Regions from separate parts of the Bombyx mori genome. Here region 2 is linked to region 1. The links are chromatin contacts, called in public Hi-C maps. All regions are on one chromosome and are shown on one strand. The core of a region is the stretch at or near the end of the contact, and the rest is flanking DNA. Distances in the headings are between cores, read along the strand shown. Region 1 has its middle 14 kb from the start of LOC134200597. Region 2 holds the start of LOC101737257 (protein TIS11).

Region 1 (5,754 bases), core at 2,058-4,557:
TTTGAATGCTCGTCTAATGGACCTGAGACTGAAGAGATGCCGCGCTTTGTTGAAGCGGTACGCGGGAAAAAAAAATCGGGAAATTCTTTTTTCGGATGAAAAAATTTTTACCGTAGAAGAGCGCTACAACAAACAAAATGATAAGGTGTACGCACACAGTAGTGAAGAAGCGAGCAACCGTATTCCGCGTGTCCAACGAGGTCATTTTCCATCCTCGCTCATGGTTTGGTTGGGAGTTTCTTATTGGGGCTTAACAGAGGTACATTTTTGTGAGAAAGGTGTAAAAACGAATGCAGTTGTGTATCAAAATACAGTCCTGACGAACCTTGTGGAACCTGTTTCTCATACCATGCTCAATAACAGGCACTGGGTATTCCAACAACATTCGGCGCCAGCTCATAGAGCGAAGAGCACACGAGACTGGCTGGCGGCGCGTGAAATCGACTTCATCCGGCACGAAGACTGGCCCTCCTCCAGTCCAGATTTGAATCCGTTAGATTACAAGATATGGCAACACTTGGAGGAAAAGGCGTGCTCAAAGCCTCATCCCAATTTGGAGTCACTCAAGACAACCTTGATTAAGGCAGCCGCCGATATTGACATGGACCTCGTTCGTGCTGCGATAGACGACTGGCCGCGCAGATTGAAGGCCTGTATTCAAAATCACGGAGGTCATTTTGAATAAACTTTAGTGTCATAAGAATCTATGTTTTGTTAAGTTCATTTTGGTATATGAATGGTTACATAATGAATAAACTTGTTTCAATTCTTTTACATTAAACATGTGACAGAATTTATGACCTGACTAGGTATAACTCTTCTCCCCTTTTGTCTCCACCTTATCCCACTAGGTGGGGTGGGGCACAGCAAATTTTTCTATTCCATTTTCTTCTATTAGCCGTCATCTCAACACTCACTCCTCTCTCTCTCATATTATCATTCACACACTACATCCATGTTTTCTTCGGTCGACCTTTCCCCCCTCTACCTTGTACCACCATTTCCATACATCTCCTAGTCACATGCATCGCCTCTCTACGCTCCTTCTCATCTCCTACTCATCATCTCTCCTCTAATTTATACTATAACTATAACAACAATATTCTAATTTGTGACATTTTTATAGAAAGGAGGCGTTATAAAGTAGTTTTTTTTTTTCATTGCTTAGATGGTTGGACGACGTTGGACTCACGGCCCACCTGATGTTAAGTGGTTACCGGAATCCATAGATATCTACAACGTAAATGCCGCCACCCACCTTGAGATAAGAGTTCTAAGGTCTCAGTATAGTTACAACGGCTGCCCCACCCTTCAAACCGAAACGCATTACTGCTTCACGGCAGAAATTGGCAGGGTGGTAGTACCTACCCGTGCGGACTCACAAGAGGTCCTACCACCAGTAATAAAGTTGCAAAGATTCTAGTTTTTTTTAGATGTAGTAGAAGGTATCGAATTGAAGATGAATATTTTGCTTTTGGTCATACAGATTAGTGATTACTATCATCCAACTTTGACATTCCGACATGAGTGTGGTCAATCAACAGGTTTGGTTACTAAAGTCTTTGCGCATCTTGGTCGTTATCTAATCATTGCTGTGTTCAAATAATAGATAATTTCTTCGTATCCATCCAGCAGCAATTATTACTATCGTTGAACTAACACGGGTATAACTATTTACTCAACTGATTTGATATAGGTATTTAGATATCATCCAAGTTGACATTCGGTACCTAATATGAAAGTAAGTAAATAAAATAGACCAAAATATGAGTAAGTAGTTAGGGCTTGGCAACATAACAGTTTTGATTGAACGTACGTAAGTAGGTAATCTATATATTAATACGTGAAGCAAAAACTTTGTATCCCTTTTTACGAAAATTGCGCGGTCGGAGGAGTATGAAATTTTCCACACTTATAAAGAATATAGAGAAGAAGTGCACAATGCTAATATTTTTTTTAAATAATGCATAAAAGATACATTAAATCAATAAATAAAGAAAACATTACACACACTACATACCATGTATTTGACGCATACACGCATGCATAATATTTATTGTCAAACTTTTGTTCTTGACGTCTATTGTCAAATTGAGATTAAATATTGTTTGTTTTTGTTAATATTTTTTATAGTGTAGTCTTCGCGAAATTTGTGATTATAGAAGTATAAAGTACAATCATAATAGTGTACAAACTTACAATTCCAATTAATTATAGTCGAATTTCGACTACTGCGGGACCTCTAGTGTGATAATAATTTTCGTTGTGGGCAAACATTTTATTTTATTACGAACGTTACTCGTTTGTTTTATTTATTTTTATTGTTGTTCACAACCTATGTAAGGTTATCGACACGGAAATAGGATTTTGTATTTAAGCTATTCTCTGTTCTGTAATGTTCTCGTCCGTTAATACCGGTTGATGGAAAATTTTCAATAAGGCATATAACATGTTCCACATAACAATGAGGCGGTGGATTTACATATAATAACAAAAGCCTAACAGTTTTTATTGTTCAGCCTATTTCAAATTTACGTGACCATTGCGCACAATTCGTTCATTATAGTGTTCTATGAATTGATAAAACATAGAATCTGTCAAAATGTTTAGTACAATGCAGTACTTTGTATTCTGGTGCTGAGCGCTCGGCATAAGCAAGCTTTAATTAAGGGTCGAACAATTTTAAAATATTACTTATCATGAAACGTCTGTTCACGAACAATTTCCGTAATGAAGGAATAACCTCGTGCCGCTATCCAATTAATTGAGACTTTGATTTGTCTCAAGGCGATTGGTGGCATTTACACTATGATTTTTCTGTGTTCCGATATCCACTTAACATTAGTTAGGCCATGAGCTTGCCTATGAGTGTTTAATTTTGGGTGGATACTCTCTTTATACACCAGGAATTCTTAGAAAAGCCAGTTCTTAAGTCAACACCTCATTTACGTCTTCCTTTGAAGCAGGACTTTAGTAGAACCATGTAAATATTTTAGTTCGTATTAAATTCGTAAATTCGTTGCATCGGTATAGTTTGGATTCAACCCACTTCCAAAAATGTAAATTGAGATTGAAGACTGATCTCATGACCTCTAACACGAGCCTGTTCGTTTTGTACACCAAGCACCGATTACAACATCCGTTACACTTTTGATATCAATTATTGTTTTTACTTTGCTCAAAGCGTTATGCTCGCGATTTTTGCCCCAAGTACATAGACAAAAAGGTTAATTATTGCTCAGCATTCTGTGAGTATTTTGTGTTTTGAATGCAGGCACTTTTCTGTCAAGGCTATGCTTATCTTGGTGTGGCGTTACAAGAGCCGCCGACTCAGCCATGCAATGGTGATGGCTATTAAATGAAATCCTCAGACTAATTACGTACGAAATTGTTGACGTTAATTTTTTACCGAGATCAAAAAAGAGGAGGTTCTCAATTCGATTGTATTTTTAATATGTATCGCCTCTGAAGTATTTTCTAGGTGAATGGATTTATATAACTATAATATTTCAAAGATAGTGCTACTCATGAGGTTCCATTGAAATTTTATAAAGATATGATCAGTAGTTTTTGAATTATCCTTGGTAACGCAAATGAAATTAACTTGGACGGCATTTATGATATACTGATTATCTTTTTATTAAGGTCAGTTTTCTTTCTTGTTTTTATTTTTTTCTATTATTCTCAAATTTGTTTTCCATTTGTAAGTAATAAAACATTTAGATATATTTTATTACCATTGCGAGGATTTTTTAATAGAGATGGTACCTCTGAATTTTAAAACGCTCATGATGTAATGTGGTGTGGTCTAAGCACGTGGCCGATCTGTGTTTTAGTCATGGTGCGTTATTTAAATATATTCGCGATTCTACCATGAACAAATAAATACAAATTATGTTCGCCAATGATTGAAATTCAAATATAAACGCTCCCATGTAAAGATTTAGATGAATTTTATCTACCACTCTTTGTATTTTGTTCTTGACAATTTAAAAAGAACTCATCACTTCAATAAAATAGTATATAAAATGAACGCTTGTCTATAGATACTAAAAAGAAAATCGGTTTGCAAACAGAGGAGAAAATGATACTGTCATTATCTAAATACCCTACTAAATTAATATAAAGACCCATATGAGCCACCATTCCGTCTGTTTCATAGAACGAAGAATTGATACAGGTTTGCCTGTAGAGATACTTGAAATTTCGACCGTGTTTCTAAAGAAATTCTTTCTTTTTCTCCACCTTATCCCACTATGTGGGGTCGGCACAGCTAATTTTTCTCTTCCATTCTCTTCTATCAGCCGTCATCTCAACACTCACTCCTCTCTCTCTCATATCGTCATTCACACACTCCATCCATGTCTTCTTCGGTCGACCTCTTCCCCCTCTACCTTGCACTACCATTTCCATACATCTCCTAGTCACATGCATCTTCTCTCTACGCATCACATGTCCATACCACGCTAACCGTCTGCTCCTTAATTTGTTGTTTACCGGGGCCACTTTCAAACTTCCTCTGATATACTCATTCTTTATCTTATCCATTCTTGTCACTCCACACATCCATCTCAACATTCGCATCTCGGCCGCATGCACTCCTCTTTCATGCTTAACTTTCGTCGCCCAACACTCAGATCCATACAGCACGACAGGTCTAATGATCGTTTTGTAAATTTTACCCTTGAGCTGAAGGGGCATTCTACGATCGCATGCTGTTGCAGAGACCTGTCGCCATTTCATCCAACCAGCGTTTATTCGATTTGTGACGTCCCGGTCTATGTTGCCGTCGTTCTGGAGTATAGAGCCGAGGTACTTGAAGTCGGAGCAGACTGGCAGGGATACACCATCTAAGGCGATTGGCGTGAAGTCTGAAGAACCACCAAAATCACAAAACATGTGCTTGGTTTTTGTTCGACTGATCTTCAAACCCACGTTTTCCAACCTTTCTTTCCATTTTGCCAATCTCCTCTGTATCTCAGGCCCTTCCTCTCCAACGAGAACAATGTCGTCGGCGAACAGCATACACCAAGGCGCCTCTTCCTGTATGTCCGATGTTAGGGCATCCATTATTAGGATGAACAGGTAAGGGCTTAAAGCTGATCCCTGGTGTAAGCCTACCGCCACACTGAACTCGTCGCTATCGCCAGCTGCGGAGCGTACGTACGTACTAGCTCTACCGTACATAGCTCGAACAAGCCGTTGGTATTTCCCTGGCACTCCTTTCACTTTCATGCTCCACCACAAAACCTCACGGGGAACCCTATCATACGCTTTTTCTAAATCAACAAACACCATGTGCACATTTTTACTTGCACGGCGATATTTTTCGCACAATTGGCGCAGGCAAAAAATGGCGTCCGTTGTACTGCGTCCCGGCATGAACCCGAATTGGTTTTGTGATACCTCACTCTCATCTCTCATTCTTCTCGCTATCACTTTCTCCCAAGCTTTCATACTATGTGACATGAGCTTTATTCCTCTACAATTGTCGCATACCTGTATGTCACCTTTGCTCTTAAATACAGGCACGAGTGAACTTTTGCACCACTCGTCAGGCATGGCCTCTTCTTGAAACAATTTATTGAAGAATAAAGTCAGCCACGTGCATCCATCCGCTTTCAGAAACTTCCACACTTCTATTGGAATACCATCTGGTCCAATAGATTTTCCATTCTTCATATCTTGTACAGCCTTTCGTACTTCTTGCATACTTATTTCCCTTACTACCCCAGTATTTATTGGAACATTTTG
Region 2 (5,754 bases), core at 1,040-3,539, 37 kb after region 1:
TGGAGCCCATAGACATCTACGACGTAAATGCGCCACCCGCCTTGAGATATAAGTTCTAAGATCTCAGTAGAGTTACGACGGCTGCCCCACCCTGCAAACCGAAACGCATTACTGCTTCACGGTTGAAATAGGCAGGGTGGTGGTACCTACCCGTGCGGACTCAGAAGAGGTCCTACCGCCAGTAAAAATAAATAATTATTTTCCGAAGTATATACCTTCTTATATTAAGTATTGTATCTGTCATATATTATTAAGTAAGTAAATGTGTTGTTCTGTGCACATTTTTTTATAACTTTGTTATTCACATAAATTGCTGCAGTCGATTGTTTGTTCATTTAGAATGACCTATGCCTAATTGAATAGTAATTTCCAAAAGTCATCATTTGACTAATACAAATTTTTACATTCTAAGACTGAGTCTCGTCTTGCAACTTATGTGGCATGACGCAAGTTCAAACATGTCAGGGCAACTGGTTTTACTTTGGTGTTTCTTATTTTTCGAATGGAATCATAAAAATAACGTTGCATTAGCGTAATTTTTTTAAAGATTCAAGAGGAATAAATCTGATGGAAATATGTCCGGTTCAACCAATACTACACAATTCAACTTTATTTTATTAATTATTATATATTTTCTTGAAGGTAGTGCGATATTTTTGCACTAGACGTTCCATTTTAAAACTGAAAACAGTACCCTCTTTTAAGCTTTTTACGCTAAAGGTACGAAATATTTGTATTTAACGATTCTTTTGATTGTGATGACCAATTCAAAAAATAAGGCACCATTGGCTAGATACCATTGCCATTTGATACCATTGAGATAGAAATGCAAGAATTACATACGACTTTTTAAATTAATAATCGTGCTACCGAATTTCTATGTGTTTAGAAGGAAAACCTTAAATATTACTTATAAATTATTCTTAGCAATTTTGAATGAATGCCTTTAAACCAAAAATATTTGTGTGTGTGTGTGTGTGTTTGTACACTGCGTATCTTCTTAATACCTAACTTTCTTCTGAATCAGATAATAAGGCAGACGCATTTTAATAATTTCTATATTAAAATACTTGGTAATAATCGCCCTACTCTTAATGATGGCTATTGAGTGCTTTAGAATACTGTTAATTTCATTACAATTTGAAGAAATGAAAATTGCTGTTTCATTAGAGTTGCACCTTCAAAGATAAACTGAGATTATTGCTATCTAATGGGTACGGGTGTAGAGAATTGTGGATGTAGGTACCTACATCATATTATTATCTAAGATGGTCGATTGAAATTTTAAGACACAATATAAACCTAGGTGAGCGGAGAAATATACGAATCACCGCGAATATTAATGAGCAATAAGGCAAATAAACATTGTAGGAATCAACCCCACCACAAACATTACAAGACTACCTACTCGCGATTGCTGATTGAAAATCAGTGCTGCTCAGTTATAAAATAATAGAACATCATCACATTCACAATGAGAATATTTATCGTCATCCACAATGTGTAAGCTAGACGGTATTTAGGTAATAAATGATTCAAACTTACCTTCAAGAACAGATCACCAAAGTCATGCAGGGCAGACTGATGCATTATGGCTGTAGACATCATGTATGCAAAACGAACTCGACACTTAATCCAGATTTTATTCTTATTTCTTGATGTTTCTTTGGAAACTGATCCACTGTAGCACGAATATATAAGGTCGACGAACTCACTGTGAATTTTAGGTTAGCTGATGAAAAGTTCACGAAGACTTTTGAAGATGTTTCCAAAATCCTTGCGATTTTATAGTTCAATTACTGAGGTCGTTGCTTTTTTGTTTATCGTTCGGTGATCAGTTTGTTTCCGAACTAGTTGGCCAAGAGGCGATTTTGTTCCCCCTCCAGATTTAAGCCAAAACAGTAATTTTGAACACAATTTCGCTATCGCAGCGAAAATGTACAAAACAGTCCTTTGTTTCGAAAAGTTTTTTACAACCTTTTTTTCGCGTCTATACGGAAACACAAATTTTGGTCAAATTCTGCGCGAACTGCGTCAAAGTTAACTTCTACAATACAAACTTTTTTGTAGTTATCGACTTTATACTCCAAAAAGTTTTTATTCTAGTTGTATAAATCGTAAAATTTCAATAATAAATCGCAGCGTCAACGTCCGCGCAAAACGCACCACACGTACATTCCGTATCACGCTTGCTCGCGCACTGATCTTGTTGTAGTGTGGCACCTCGCCTTCGCCCGTTTCATCGTCGTGCTGCGGTTGGCGCGGCAGCGGGCGGGTGAATTTTGTTTTCAAATCAAACAGCGCGATCACGTTTTGGAACGAGATTCGTTTACCGCTCGGGTGCGTTCGGCCATTTTCGGACCCTGTTAAATTCCATATCTAAACACTAACAAATTTTGATTACACAAATCGTAATATATATAGTTCAAAAATACTATCATAAACTAATAACATGTTTTAAACTTCAATTACAAACTAAAATTTCAATTGCCAGTAATGAAAAAGAGTCGATTGTGATTAAAGCTTAAGTCTGCTCATTGTTAAGATATGATATGAATATTTAAATTAAAGGAGAAAATAATAAATTATTGATAAAAGGAATAATTGTATGGGAAATTAATAAAATTGGCCACGTGAACCTATCCCTTCGGCAAATTCATATACTAGAACTTACTTTTGTTTAAAACAATAATATTAAGCCTAGTAATGATAGGAATATTCGCAAGTAGAATATTTACTATAATAATTGTAGGGATCTACATAATATTATATCTTCGATCAACATTTTTTGTAATGGCAGGATAGCAGTTTATCTAGGGACTACTGCTTAGCCAGGACGGATGAGCGAACCTGAGGGCTTAGTCAGAAGGGCTTGATCAAGAGTACGTTTATCTCGTTATTTTTTCATTTCACATTTACAAATTTTTCCACTATCTTGTTACACATAATGTTTGAGATACACCGGCCTATTGTTTCCGTCTTATCTACAGTGTCACGGAATACTCGTATATATATTAAACTGGATAATGTCAAAACACAATCAAAACTGCTTTGAGTGTTAAAAATATTTTGGTAAAGTTATTATCACGCATAAAACCCAAGTCCACCTTGGCACTAAACAAAAACTTGTGATTTTTGAGCTGAACTGAACTGGTTCTCTACCAATCGAGATGCACAAACAAAACGACACGGCGCGTCGAGCGTGCCCTTAACAACTTTAGTTACTAACAAATATTACGGGTCTTATGTACTTACTTACACAGGTGTATTTAAAAATAGTTCCGCACGATAAATTATAATATAAATCTTATGTTATTATAGGTAGAAATTCATAATATTAATCCTTTTCAAAAACTAGGATAGGATACTTATACGTTCATAATGTTTTTTTACAATGCATCTCATGTGAGGCCATTAAATATGAGCAATGAGGGATGTCGAGCGGTTGTCGTGTACCTATCTTCGCGTTAGTTTATGAGTTCATAACTTACTTGAAGAACAACATTTATGGCTGGCTTCTTTAAAAACAATGAATACGATGTTCGTTTTGAAAGTAAAATTTACGCTTAAAGTAATCAACCGACATAAATAGCTGGTAAAGTTTGTAAATCAATAGCACAAATACACGAAACTATTAGGCAGAAATACTTTAAATCGCTTTCGCCCATCTCTAGAGCGCTGTCTGTAGCTGCGCTCGACTGCGTCTCTCGAACAACTTTTTATAATGATATTCGTTGGTTGCAAACCCGTTCGACGGTTTTAGTCAGGTTTTAGGTTTATGAAGTACCGATCTTACGGGAATCCAAACGAGATTGTTTCATGTTCACCATTAAAATGTTGATTTCATGTTTTCGCATTCCTGTTCATTGTCTTAAAAAAGTTAACAAGGGTTTTTTTTATAAAATCCATAGCCTAATATTTTATTGAAACTGCAATGAACGTTGAAAATTTTAATGAACGAAAACACATAGGACGGATACAAATTTGAATTAATTAATTCATAAATAGAAGGATAATGTGTATCGCCGGAAGTGCTGAACATTTATCGGTTAAGATTAATAACAAACGTACCGAAGTGACGGCGACGTAAAATTGAAATTTAGACTTACAGTTTTAATCCAAATATTTGTTTTTTAAATTACTTATTCAGGAGGACATTGGTTTTCGGAATACTTGTTTTATGTGGGTTAAAATCTTAAGATTTGCTTGCTTAAAACACTAGACCTTATGTTATTCGTTAGCTCATAGTAGCAATTAAGCAAGATGATAATATGTCAAACACAGTGGTGCTAAGAGAACGTCTTATGATTTGAATTAGAGATTGCTTACCAACGCATACAATGTGTTTTATCAAAACATAGCTCAGATTATCTTGCCGGCTTAAACGTTCGCACTGAAGAAAAAACGAATAAGTAGTAATTTCAAGATTGTTGAAAATAAATTCACAGATAATATTGTTTACTTTATAATAATACGGTCTCCATAAGTACAAATTTCAACTTAACACTCCTGTTTTTCTTTGACAGCAAAATCGAACAAGCTTACTTATAGCTTTTATTTTATTGCTTAGCTACTGGTATCATTATTTACTCATGGGAAAAATTGTGTAATGAGATCTGAAATACAAACTCAATTAGGGATCAGCGTTTGATTAAGAAAAATTAACAAACTCGCACTGAGTTTTTTCCAATGTCATGAATTTCTTATGCGAAATAATCCAAGTCTATAATTTAAAATGTTCAACTAGAATGTTTGGAATTGGATAAAAAAAAATCTCATTAGTGAAGTAGAAAAATAAAAAAAGAATATGCGGGAAAAATTACCATTTTGTGTTTCATTTCATTAGGTTTAGTTATCCGCGATCACAAAAACTGTCTTTGGAATATCGAGTTACTTATTGCTAGGACGTGAGTATTCCAAATTTTTGCAAAACTAAAAACCACTTGAAAAATAAACCGCGGAATTAAACATGTTTAATAAAGCGTATCGTAGTGAAGATGTATTCAATCAAAGAACTAAAATTATCTAAGCCAGATATTTTTAAGATATTTGTTATTACATCGACGGTTTGCCTATATAGGATACATTATACTTTTGGCAGTTAATAAGAAGGTGAGACTTGTGAGTGTAAGTGTATTGGAAATGAAGGATTCAATCCACAATGATCCAGGGTTTCCACAGCTTTAAGCCGCTTAAGCACGGACAACTGGTGGTAGGACCTCTGGTGAGTCCGCGCGGGTGGGGTACCACCACCCTGCCTATTTCTGCCGTGAAGCAGTAATGCGTTTCGGTTTGAAGGGTGGGGCAGCCGTTGCAACTATACTTTAGACCTTAGAACTTGTATCTCAAGGTGAGTGGCGCATTTACGTTGTGGATGTCTATGGGCTTCAGTAACCACTTAACACCAGGTGGGCTGTGAGCTCATCCATCCATCTAAGCAATAAAAAAACCCAGAAAAAAACCATGAAACTAAAATAAAAAACCGAATGAATTTTCAAGGAACCTTTTAGGTACGCTTAGTAGCGATCTTTGCCTTATTTCATAATGGGTTAGTATCAAATAACGGTCACGTACTGCTTACTAATAAACTTATGGCGCTTCGTAATACAACACTTCGTGCGCAAACATCAGCATTTCGTTTGACAAATTGCAAAAAAACAACATGATATCTAATATATAAAAAACTGCGTCATTTCTATTTATTGTAATTGCGATAAAATTAAAATTAAGGTATCTTACTTTTTGAGCAAAATT

Evidence for each region. A called contact is a pair of places that touch in the nucleus more often than the background predicts.
Region 2: a contact with region 1 is called in a Hi-C map of whole pupa, with 1.9 times the contacts expected there. The contact joins the promoter of LOC101737257 here to the enhancer-like site in region 1. A contact is called at or near these places in 4 of 7 Hi-C or Micro-C datasets (middle silk gland, posterior silk gland, an unstated tissue and 1 more).

Annotation. Positions count from the first base shown.
Region 1 is chr18:8,171,839-8,177,592 of ASM3026992v2, forward strand. No RefSeq gene overlaps it. Among protein-coding and RNA genes, the nearest start is that of LOC134200597, 14 kb to the right of the region's middle. Within about 2 kb of position 3,308, at least 5 of the 8 cell types and tissues checked have open chromatin away from gene starts, as enhancers often do.
Region 2 is chr18:8,209,505-8,215,258 of ASM3026992v2, forward strand. It overlaps LOC101737257 (protein TIS11), which reads right to left and starts at 2,290. Exons shown (of 2, transcript XM_004928217.5): 1 at 1,546-2,290. The coding sequence starts at 1,608.